Regions from separate parts of the Rattus norvegicus genome. Here all the other regions are linked to region 3. Evidence: chromatin contacts called from public Hi-C data. All regions are on one chromosome and are shown on one strand. Each heading gives the region's core, a stretch centred on a gene start, on an enhancer-like site or on the middle of the called end of the contact. The rest is flanking DNA. Distances are from core to core; before and after follow the strand shown.

The links. Hi-C and Micro-C count contacts between places; a contact is called where the count stands out from the background.
Region 1: a contact with region 3 is called in a Hi-C map of Schwann cells, with 11 times the contacts expected there. The contact joins the promoter of Atp6v1fnbl here to the promoter of Flnb in region 3. A contact is called at or near these places in 10 of 12 Hi-C or Micro-C datasets (the A7r5 cell line, Schwann cells, frontal cortex and 5 more) and 1 of 1 datasets of contacts at active chromatin or transcription factors (oligodendrocytes).
Region 2: a Hi-C map of the A7r5 cell line shows a contact between it and region 3, with 2.7 times the contacts expected there. The contact joins the enhancer-like site here to the promoter of Flnb in region 3. A contact is called at or near these places in 2 of 12 Hi-C or Micro-C datasets (the A7r5 cell line and Schwann cells).
Region 4: a Hi-C map of hepatocytes shows a contact between it and region 3, with 8 times the contacts expected there. The contact joins the promoter of Dnase1l3 here to the promoter of Flnb in region 3. A contact is called at or near these places in 2 of 12 Hi-C or Micro-C datasets (hepatocytes and mammary epithelial cells).

What each region holds. Positions count from the first base shown.
Region 1 is chr15:19,386,757-19,389,758 of GRCr8, forward strand. Atp6v1fnbl (ATP6V1F neighbor like) reads right to left here and starts at 1,395. Exons shown (of 2, transcript NM_001409001.1): 1 at 851-1,395. The coding sequence starts at 1,328. The region is part of intron 1 of LOC103693818 (a long non-coding RNA gene); the gene reads left to right.
Region 2 is chr15:19,664,240-19,667,303 of GRCr8, forward strand. No RefSeq gene overlaps it. Among named protein-coding and RNA genes, the nearest start is that of Ube2g1l1, 31 kb to the right of the region's middle. Within about 2 kb of position 1,567, at least 2 of the 93 cell types and tissues checked have an H3K27ac peak or open chromatin away from gene starts, as enhancers often do. A contact at or near this core is called in the A7r5 cell line, where this site is marked.
Region 3 is chr15:19,523,782-19,526,782 of GRCr8, forward strand. Flnb (filamin B) reads right to left here and starts at 1,428. Exons shown (of 45, transcript NM_001107288.1): 1 at 1,012-1,428. The coding sequence starts at 1,303.
Region 4 is chr15:19,351,146-19,353,847 of GRCr8, forward strand. It overlaps Dnase1l3 (deoxyribonuclease 1-like 3), which reads left to right and starts at 1,407. Exons shown (of 8, transcript NM_053907.1): 1 at 1,407-1,764. The coding sequence starts at 1,609.

The sequences.
Region 1 (3,002 bases), core at 145-2,644, 140 kb before region 3:
TCTCACAGGGCTTTGCGATCTGAATTCCTGTCCCAGGTACCTTCCCATACGACTTCCCCAAATGCTGAGACAAAGGGAAGCAGGCTTATTCCCATTTCTCAAATATAGAAACCAAGGCCTTGAGAAGTGAACATTTTCGTGAGATCATCCTGTCCAGAAACAGTAGAACCAGGATTTGAGGTCTCCCCAACCCCATTCCAAATAAAGGCCCTGTTTTCTTGTTTGCATTTGGTTTGGGTTTTGAAGTTTTTTGTTTGTTTGTTTGTTTGTTTGTTTGTTGAGAGAGGTCTCATGTAGCTCTGGCTCGTGTCAGACCGAGCTGAGGAGACTGACTTTGAACTCCTGATCTTTCTGCCTCTTGAGTGCACAAGTGCGCACCACCATGTCTGACAGGCCCGTGTCCGTTCATTTCACAGCCACTCACTGTCAATTCCAAGCAGGCTGCTGGGAGGCTGTGAAAAAAAAAAAAAAACTAACTAGGAAATCTTGGAATCCAAGAAGCCCTCCAGGCCAAATGGGCACACAGACTGCTGACTTGGCAGTTCTGTAGACTCACCAAGATGTAGAGGTGCCACAAGTGGGCTCAGTTACTACGCCTGGAGGACTCTGGGAAGGCTCCTTAGGGCAGGCCGCATGTAGCTTGGTAAAGGAAGGGGAAGGTGCAGGGTGCGTTCTAGAAACCAGGCCAAACACCAATCTGCAGGTAAGAAGTCTCCCGGTCTGCTAGCAGGGTGGTGAGCTAGTTTGGTTCTTTGTGTCAGGAGGAGGGTGGTAAAGACTGAGGAAGAGGAGGAGGAAGATCCGTCCGGCCTCCCGAAAGCCTAAAACGACAAGAGTGTAATGGTCTTACCCACATGCCAGCCATAGTTCCAGGAAGACACCATCGGGTACTTGTACTTCTTCTCTGGTATCAGTTGATGCCGCTCCTTGAGGTACAAGATCCTGCCCTGGCCCTCATGGGAGATGCCTTGGAACAGCAGCTTCAAGGTGGCCGGGTTGGGAGGCTTCATCTCTAAGTCCTCTGGCCTGCCCTGGGCTGCTGTGTACTGAACACCTTGTCTGGTCTGCCTCACTCCACTTCCCTGGACCCTACTGGCCTCTGGCCATTCTGCTTGCGCCTTTTTTCTGACAGGGGAACCTGTGGGAGGCACCGGGCCTGCTTTCAAGACTGACCCACGGGGGGCCTGCAGGGACTGATTCCTGGTCTTGGACCCATCTTTCAGGTACTTGTGTCCATATCGGATATTCCAGGTAGTCCGAGCAACCACCTCCTTCTTTATTCGCTCCTCCCAGAAGGCCTTGTTCGAGGTGTTTAACAGGTCCCTCATGTTAGGGTGCCCAGGGGAGGGAAGGAAGATTGTTCCTCCTGAAGTTCAGCAGTCTGTTTGGATGGCTGGTATCTGTCTCCAAGGAAACGCGTAGCCAATGAGAGTCAAGTTGCCAGGGCTGCTAGAGAGGAGGGGGTGGGATGGTAAGGGGACTAGGGTCACCTATTGGTGGGCCAGGCCAGGTCAAGTAGGAAGAGAAAGCAGAGCCATGGGCCAGTGAAATAGCTCTGTGGGTGAGGGTTCTGCCATGGAAGCCCAATGGCCTGGGTTCCATCCTGGAACACAGAGTGAAAAGAGAGTTCAGACTCCCAAAAGCTGCCCTCTGACCTCTATAGGTGTGTCTTACACTCACTTATGTCACAGCTCTCATATACACACATACACAAACACACATGTATACACACACACACACACACACACACACACACACGTAAATGACAAATTTAAAGAAAGAGAGCAGAGTCTGGCCATGACCCTCCCAGGGTAACAAGTGTTTGTCGAGGGAGTCCCACTCTCTTCCAGGGTGTCATATGCTGAGTGTTCCCAAGGGAATAGAGGAGCTGCTGCCCCTCTTCCACACAGCAGATCCTGAAGTCACCTGCTATATACCAGACACCCACATGGACCCACAGAAGGTCCAGTGTCTACCCTCAAGAAGCTTGGGCGCGTGGCTAAGGGGCTTGTCCTGATAATTCTGTGTGTGGCCTCACTCCCCAGAGGCTCGACCCTGTCACTGTCTAGTAGCAGCTTGTGTGGACACAGGACAGTTGTAGGGATAAGCTTTAGCATTCGGAGAATGGTATGTTATTTCACGTGTGTAAAGCACCGGGGTAGAGTCTGGTTTGTGGGGCAACCTCCATCATCAATGTCAGGTGGAATTTAACATGGGCCTGTTGGGAACTGGGGTGCGATGCTATGCTCTAAGGCCTTAGGTTATCTCCAGGCTCATGACGCCCTTCCCAGGTGCAGAAATGAAGGTATAGGCGAATTCTTATCACCCACTGCTGGTATGTGGAGGCTCACACCTGCTTCCACAAGGCTGGGCTCTTTCCAGTTTTCACACGCTTGCCTGGCAAGCCACAGGGCTGGGGCTGAGATCTAGACCTGAAATTGTTGCACCTGACACACTGCTTAAATCCTCACACACTGGGCCATTCTGTATTCAGACAGCGGGGCCCAGAGACAGAATGTCTGCCAGACTTCCCTCTCTGAGAACACCCTGCCCGGGTTTAGCTGGACCCAAGGAATGTGCCCCACCTCAGTGGTGACTGGGCGAGGCCACACATCCTGGTGGTGTGGAAGGGTGGGCGGGTGGTCAGACAGAGGGGGAAACACTGGCAATAAAAGGCCGGTAAGAGTCTTTGTCCTGGGGAGAGATAAACAAGTCCAAAGCTCAAAGCACCCTAAGATCCGTGCCACAAGTCAGGCTTGTAAATTCTGGTCTCCTGGCTGCCTTGAGAATGTTGAGGAAAAGGGGTGTGAGGGGTGGGCCCCTAAATTCCATGTACACGAGCCAGTCCCCACAGCCTTGGGGGCCCAGACAAAGCAGAGAAGGATCTTTTGTTGGCAAGGACCTTTCCCACCACACATTTGGCCAAATCTTTAGGAAAAGGGCAAAGGAAAAGGAAGCTGAATCCAGCTCGTGGTGCACCTCCAGTTTTAACACTTGTAAGA
Region 2 (3,064 bases), core at 317-2,816, 140 kb after region 3:
ACCCAAACTTACCCATGTGACTTGATCTTCTACACAGATTCTACGGACCTCTGGCCACACAGGCCAGTGTAATATTCCTGACCTAGGCACCCTGTCTTCTGTTCTCTGGTTCTTCTCTCCTAAGCAGTGACAGCCACCCTCCTGTTCACTTTTACACACTGTAACTCTCTTGGGTAAGGGTTTCTTTGCAGTGTGACTTCGTGGTGCTCCTTGGCGCCTGACTTCCAGGATACCTCTCCCTTCAGGGATACAACACTTGGATTTGGGAAAACTTTTCCCCAGTGGAAAAGTCCCCTCCACAGAGCTGTAAACCTTACAGATTAGAGTTTTTGCAGAGACATTTCTTAAAGTCAGTACTGAAACATTAACTATGTTCAAATATCTTTCAACTTAAATTCTCATTTCCCATAGACCTGAAGAACATCTTACGAAGGATTAGACAGAGTAGTGTACACCACTGCCCAGAACGTGAGAAATGCTCTCACCAACTGTGCTGCCTCTCTGACTCTGAGGAAGGTTTCCTGGAACAAACCCTAGTTCTCTTCACTGTCCTTTGAGATTTACTGGGAGACTGTCTTTCTCCTGCCTCCATCCCTTGTCTGTCGTGGAACTTAGTTACTTCTGATTACAAACCAAATTAGTGTCCAATGTTCATTTCCCCCTTCCCACTTTGTCCTTCACATTACCCAGATGTTTATTTTTTCAAGTAAGATATAAGGTCAGAACCTGAGGGATGACTTAGGATCTGCAGCTGCTATCATGTTAAGTAGGGGCCAGGCCGAGAGAATGTATGTGAGGTGTAGTGAAGAAGGGGAAGTGTCAGGGGGTCTGTGGAAAACTATGGTCCCATTATAGCAGTCACATCCATTCCACTCAAACACTGTGTCCTAGTTAGCCTAGAATCGCCTGCAATAAAGTGTCTCGGTAATTGACTTTTTATAAAGTTACTCTGTGGGCATTGTCTGTGATATGGGCATGTATTGATTGATAACTGGGTAGGAGAGCCTAGCACACTGTGAATAGTACCATTTGTAGGGAGCGGCACATATAGATAAGATGGTGCTGACATCTAGTGGTCGTTTGTGGTATACAACCATTAAAGCCGTGTCCTTGGCATTCCTCTGGCATCTACAAGGCCAGGGTGATATTCATGCTAATAAGGTATTTCATGCTCCACCAGTCCCCAGAGGACAAGTTTACAGCCACAGCCTGTCTTGTATATAAGGCTGCTGCCTTTGTTCCTCGGGGTCCCCCCTATCAACAATGAGGTGTTCCTGCAATAAAGGCTGTTGAGAAGAATCCAACGGTGTTGCGTCTTCCTTGCTGGTCGAGGTGGGCGCTTCACCATTACCTAAGCGTCATGGGCTGTATGAGGATACTAGCTGAACAAGAACCTGGCAGGTAAGTAAACAAGCTCTGGTACTTTCTTATTTGTGAAGGCGGGCCAGGAAGGAGGAAGGCCTGAGGGACAGGCCATGTAAGCATAGCACCCCCATGTGAAGCTCCAGAAACGGTTGGGCTTCAGTGAGTTTATCCCGCCCCCACAAGGTTCGAAGTTTGCAGTGGAGAGAGCGACCCGGAAGTGGAGCACGAGAGGTCAAGCCCATGTGAGACGGGATTTAGATGTGAGTGATCCCCACCTGTGACCCCTCCTTCTATGTTGCTTCCTTTTTTTTTTTTTTTCCACATATATTTGCAACCTCTGCTAAGATGGTTCCAGGAAGGACTGAGGCAGCCACTGACTGCTGTTTTACTGCATTGACTCAGGTCATGGACCACACTGCCTTTCTATTCATTGTTCTCTGGGCCCAGGAACCAATTCTGTCAGTGCCATCCTCTTGGCCTGATGGAGCCTGGATCAGGCAAGGGTAATAGCTACCAACAGGAAGCTACCAAGCCAGGAATGACTCACCTACAGTATGAGCAGAGCCTGGCCCTCCCCATGACACAGAGGCCATGATCCGGGTCCTGCGGTGCACCGGAGCAGTGAACTTCTGTAAGCAGCCACAGGAGGAGGAGGCGGCACGTGACATCAAGGCAAAGGTACTGCTCCTGGGTAAGGAGCAGGACCAATTCTAGGAACTATATGCTGCCCTGGAGAAGACACACGTCATCTGATGCCCATTCTCTGTCTGAAGGGCGTCCTCAAGCTCAGTAGTTCACCAAGGAAGCAGGTGAATGGCTGCCGCCTGTGGCCTTAGGCCACGCTTCTCTTTGAAGCTCCTAGTGGGGTGGTCCGGATCATACTAAGGTCTCTGTCTCTCTCGTATGGGCGATACCTTCTTGCTGAGCCTGTACACAGGAAGAACTGGAACTGATGCCTGGAGACAAATTCTTGCCTTTATCCTGAGGGTTTCTGTGAACAATATGGCCGTGCCTTCTTCCTTATAGTTGCCACTGCTGTGTGGTCCTCTAGAGGTCACGGGATATCCTCGGGATCTGCTAGCTTTTCAGAGCAACAGGCTGCAGCCAACAAGAAGGGAATCAAGGCCAGGGGCAGAATGTCTTTGACATTCCATTTTTGGACTACTTGGGTCTTTTTATTTTGTGACTGTGTCAGTTTCCTTATAGCGTTCTTGACCTCAGTCTCTAGGTCTCCTAGATTTGCTGTGAGTTGTGTACAGTGCCTCCCTCAGTTCCTTAAAAATCGTGGTCCAGGAAAAAAAAAAAACAAAAAACAAAGGAGGAAGTTGCATTGCACCATGGGAAAACCTTAGCCATAGTTGCTTAGTTCCAGTTCTACTAGGCAAGTTTGAGAGCTACGGCAAAGGAAATAGACAATGGCTAGCGTTTTAAAATGGACAAACCACAATTGTTTCAATTTGAGATTTTCTGCTACATAATGCATTACATGTTTTTTTCCAATGATATATCTTTTTATTCACCTTACATCCCGATCACAGCCCGATACCTCATCTCTTCCAAGGTCCACCCTTACAGGTCCCTCCGCCAATTACTCCCCCGCCCCCCTTTCTAGTCCCAGCATGAATAGACACATCCTCTCCCACTGAGGCCCAGCCCAGCTGTCCATGTAGCAGGAGGGGGATCCAATGACAGGGAAAAA
Region 3 (3,001 bases), core at 178-2,677:
TGCATGCGATATGTGCACACACAAATGCCTCAGGGGGCAAACAAGTGAGCCCGGACATATACACAACCCCTTTGTCTGTCTCAAAACACATCCTTAAGGGCCCTGTTTTCTCTTTAGAAGCCTGAACAACTCCAGACCTTAATTCTCTCACCCAAGACAGTAGGAAAGAAGCAAGACTCAAAACTCCCTCTCAGGAAGACCCAGGGAAAGGGGGTGGGGCACGGCATTACTTCTCAGTTGAACCACACTTGCAGGTGACCCTGGGCAAGTCAATTAGCCCTCTGTAAAATGGGCCTAAGGACATCTCAGCCCACTGGACGTTAAATACTGAGATAATTTAGGGGGCCACACTGCCAGCGCTAGTCAAGCCCTCTTCTACACACATTAATTATTATCAACCACTAAATTATCTCAACCTAAAGGAACCCTCCAGCGCTGAGCCAGAGCTGGGAAGTGAGAACATTCCCCTGCGACGCCCCTTCCAACCTCAGGACCCACACCCATTCCGGCCTTAGAAGGGGAGGGGAGGGTCCGAGGTCCTCGTCTCCACCTAGGTGGAGAGATCTCAAGCAAGAGAGCAGTCGCTTCTCAGGTCTCCACGCCCAGGCTCCGAGCCAACGCCCTTTCAGCTCGGGCGGGTCACTCTGTTCAGGGCGCACCTGGCGAGCGTAAAGTAGGGATTTGGTACTTGAGTCCAGGGCTTTGCCATTAGGGCCAGCAGACGATTTCGCCAGCAATTCCAGGGGCTCCTGCAAATCAAATCTCCAGGTGTGACTGGAGGGTCTTAGTGCTTTAACCGACCTCAACAGTGCAGCGGCACCGCCAGGAGCACCATGTCGAGCAATCACGCCAGGTCCCAGCCCACAGATGGCGCCGCGGAAAAGGCCTATGTTCCTAGGGCTATCCCAGAACCATCTCCCTCTCGCCTCACGCCCGGGATGCGATGCGCGGTGGGGCGCGCTGCCGGATACCCCGATTACTGCAAATCTAGGGCCTGGCCACAACACTCACCAATGGACACGAGCTTAATGCTTTCGTGGTCTAGGAACTCCAGAGCCACAGACACATTCTCCAGCTTCATCTGTCGGAAGGTGGGCCGCTGATGGTACTTGTGGTGCATGCGCTTCTGGCTGAGCACCTCAAGCAACGCGATGAGCCGCAGCCCGTCGCTCAGGTCGGTCTGCAGGTTCCCGATGCGTTTGTTCACACACTTGAGGTGCTCGTTGCACCAGCGCGTGAACGTGTTCTGCTGAATCTTCTTCCACGGCGCGTCCTCCGCCAGGTCTTTCTCGGTCACCGGCATCCTGGAGGCAGAGAGTGAGCGGAGGCAACGAGCTTCAGGGACTGAGATGAAAAGCCCTAAGGGCCCGGGGAAGGGGAACTGAGGCAAGTGGGAAGGGGGCTCGAAAGCGTTGCTACACTAGCCGCAACAGGAGCTGGACTGTCTTCGTCCGTCCCCGGGCGCGCAAGTTGCCTGGCCTGGCGCCTGCGCGCTACGCTGCCCCGCCCCCGAGACTCCGCCCCTTTCCTACCCTATAGAAGCGAACTCCTTAGCGGCGCTCGCCCTCTACGGCCCAAAGGCTGCACTACGCCGGGGTTTGCCTCCTAAGTCTCACCAACCTGATGCACTGGCCAGCTAGAAGAAAGAAACTTTGCAAAGGCACAGGAGGAGGCAGGGGACTAGACTAGAAGGAAGGGTCACGTCAAGAAGGAATATGTTCCGAAAAAAACAAAAAACAAATAAACTACATTTAGGGGTTGGGGATTTAGCTCAGTGGTAGAGCACTTGCCTAGCAAGCGCAAGGCCCTGGGTTTGGTCCTCAGCTCCGAAAAAAAAACAAAAAACAAAAAGAAGGAATATGCTACCTATCTATAGATTCAGTGAGAGGCAGGTGCTTTTCTTAGACCCTGCAAGGCAACGCTAAATCAGACACGTTAATTTCTGTTTGTCAAGGAACACAGCCTTAAAGTCCAATACCACACACGACTGAGTAGCAGTAGTGAACAAGAACTGTTTTCTATGGATATTAGTAGTCTTTCGTCGGTGCAACAAGTTACCAAAACTTGGTGCCAAGAATCCCACGAGTTTCTTATTTTGCATCTCAGTAAGTTATTTGTCCCATCTGAGGCTCCTTGGCCCAATGCATTTCTTGCTGGAACTTCTGGGAAAGAATCGGTTCCTTTGCCCTTCCAGATTCTAGAAGCCGCGTGCATGCTTTGGCTTGCGATGCCTTTCTTATTGTCAAAGCCTGTAAAACAAGGCACAGACATCTTTCTCACCCTGTCATCTCCTTAGTCCTCCATAGTCAGGTCTTCCTAGAACTCTCTTGAAGACCCTGTTGACTGTATGGGACAAAGTTGATTAGTCCAGAAGAACTTGTTATGTTTTATTTTATAACTATGATGGCCAAGAAAGGGCTGGATAAATGGGTCCTGGCACCTACTGACCTGTGTCCTTCTCCTCTTCCCTTTGCCTGAGAATTCAATTCGTTTCTCTCCACACCCCAAGCCTGGTAGCTCTCAGCTCAGTTTGGCTATCTCCTCCACGAAGCCACCCTGTTCCCCCAGTGTGGGGGAGTATATGGAAATCTAAGACCTTGAAGACATTAGAGATGGACGTCTGGCATTAGATGAATTCCACCTGCTCTGCATAACCCACCAATAGGTCTAGAGCCATCACAGCCACGGCTGTGTCTGTGTACCTGGTGTAGGGTTGCCATATAAGACGCAGAGAACAGGGGGTTGGGGATTTGGCTCACTTGCCTAGGAAACGCAAGGTCCTGGGTTCGGTCCCCAGCCCTGGAGAAAAAAAGAAAAAAAAGATGTAGAGAATAGATGAATGGGTGGGTAGATGGATGGATGAACACTTGCAGATCGAGGGGGGCAGCTCTCATCCTGCATGCAGAGTTGCTGGGGTGTGGGGCACCCACCATGTGTGACCTAGAGCCTGACATTTCAGGCCTAAAGAATCTATATCCTGTCCCTGCCCTGGGTGGGGTGT
Region 4 (2,702 bases), core at 157-2,656, 170 kb before region 3:
GCAAGTACAGCCCTGTGTAGACGCTGTCCTGTGAGGCTAAACTGAGAACCTGTTTCACTGGCTGGTCCAAAGGGATCTGCAAAATTACAGCTCCCACTGAGAGAGAATAAGGGAATACAAGAACCAAATATGAGTGACCGGTGGCCTAGAAGCACAGATTTAGGCTTCCCCGGATACTTCATTCCAACAAGATAACAGTTTGGGGATTCTGTTTGTTTATGTGTATGGGTGTTTTGTCTGCATGTGTGTCTGTGCACCGTGTGTATGTCTGGTGTCTGTGGAGGTTGGAAGAGGGCGTCAGAACTCCTTGAACTGGAGTTCCAGACCATGACAAATGGCTCCGTGGGTGCTGGGAATTGAACTGGCATCTTCTGAAAGATCATTTAGTGCTCTTAACCTCTGAGCCATCTCTCTAGCCCCCAGTTTCGAGATGTTTTTATAGGAACAAAGCCAAAGAAAACACTGGTGGGAATACCAGTTAGGCGGCTTCAACAAAGGGAAAAAAAAATCCATGTTATTGGCCTTAGTTGCTACCTGATGACATTCTTGGATTCTGGGTTGGTGGAAGCTAGGGTTCTGCTTGACTATTCCAACAGGGGTTTACCTGATGGCCACAGGATGTTAGGTCAGGCACAGATGCTGGCAATGGATGGCCCGTAGGGCGCTGAAGATGGCTGCAGGATCATTGGACTCTGCGACCGTCATCATTGTATTAGTCAACCATCTCTGTAGAGTCTGTAACTTGGGTGTGGCTCCCCCCACCCCACCCTCCGTGCTTCAGTTTACACAGGTGAGTTTTGCTAGAATTACGCAATCTTAAATCGTGCTCCCCTCCTCGCCGCAAACCTGAAGCTGCTTGGTGAGATGCGATGACACGGTAGTGTGTGCGCACCGTAGGATCGCTGTCTGGCTGCTCACTCATTGCTGCCCACAGCAGAATCAGCCACTGGAAACACCCGTTTGTTTGGGTCACATGGCCCATCCCTGCCCGTCTTGGGAACTTTCCTGCAAGCTCTTTATTTCTGCTGCCTCTAAGGGTCTCAGCCTATGACCCTTTTGCTCCTGGGAGCTCCACCTTGCCTTCCTCAGACTCCAAGGTATCCTCTGTTTCTCTGAATTCAAACTAAACTTGACGTTCTGCACTCATGGAGACGGCTGAAGTACAGATGTGTCCAGTGGCAATTGCTTACCAAATCTTTGTCCTCCAGCAGGTGGCTCCACCAGTCCAGGTCCCCTCTGGGTGGACAGACATTTCCCAGCTCATCAGCTATCAGGGAAAAGGCCCATGGCTACCACAGGAGACAAGCCCAGAGATCAGAACTGACCCCACCCCCATCCCTGCCCACTGAGGTTGTAAGTGGCTTTTAAGAAGGCTGGTGCATAAATCCAGCATGCTGTTTTCCCTACACGGGCATCAAGACCAGAGGACTCCCTAAAGGCTAACTCATTGTCTTCATTTCCTTGGTGATTGAAAACGCGTGATGGTGAGTTCCTCAGAGAAGTGAAAGTGGCCCAGAGGGATCCAGTAATTCCTGTTATCGGCCAGCTTTATAAGTCAGCGAGCCAGGCGCCTGTCTTCATCCGGCCTGAAGTCCCAAGAGTGCAAAGATGTCCCTGTACCCAGCTTCCCCATACCTGGCCTCCCTGCTACTCTTCATCCTTGCCCTTCATGGTGCCCTGTCCCTGAGGCTCTGCTCCTTCAATGTGAGGTCCTTTGGAGAGAGCAAGAAGGAAAACCACAATGCCATGGATATCATTGTGAAGGTGAGTCACATTCTTGTCCTGGACAACCCTAGCACCTTCTCCCAGCTTCAAGGGATCTGAAAGTTGCCCTCGGGTGGTGGGGAGGTAAGGACAGACTGCTGGCTTAATAGGTGGCTAAACCGCCATCACCATAACCACCTCAACTTTGGGTGTTTTCTGCTCCATTTTCAGACTGGGTGGGTCTGTACTTTCCTCAGGGTGGTGCAAGTTTACTTGAGCAGGTAAATGTGATGCTCTTGCCAGAGTCCGACTGGCAGTCAGTTCCAGGTACCGGCTGCTGTTTCGATAGTTTTAATTGAACATCCTGAATGTCTGTGTCAGCCGCCATAAATACCATGGTGTCATTAGTCAATCTCAGGGGCAAGGGCTGTTGAAGAGAATGAAGTCAGAGGTTCTGGGGAGCGCCGGGGAGTGGGTGGAGGGGAGCTAGTGCAGCCCTGCCTGCCTCAACTTCATAATCTTGGTGAAGTATGAGAGCCAGGCTCCCTCCTTCCCTCCCTTCCCCCACTTCTTCTTCCCTCCTTGTCTCTCTCCTTTAATCCCTCCATCCGTCTCCCACATTGATCCACCAACTCTCGGTTCTGATCTTTCTCCGTTTATAGTTATTATTGTCCTTGGGCAACATGACCTATGTCTGGGGAAGCTGCGTACAGTTTTCTGGAGTCAAACGGCTCTCTGCTCCGTGGGTTCTGATGCTGGGACTCTGTGGGGCGGTTATTACTTAAAAACAAACAAAGCAGAATGGGATTAGAATTCACTCCAGTTGGTGGGATGCTGGCTTAACATTTGTGAAGTCCTGAGTTCCAACCGCAGCACTCCACACACCAGGCAGTCTCAGCACCAGGGAGGTAAGAGGGTCTGAAGTTTAAGGTCATCGTTGACTACATAAATGATAAAAGGTCAGCCTGGTCTACACGAGACCCTATCTCAACACGAAA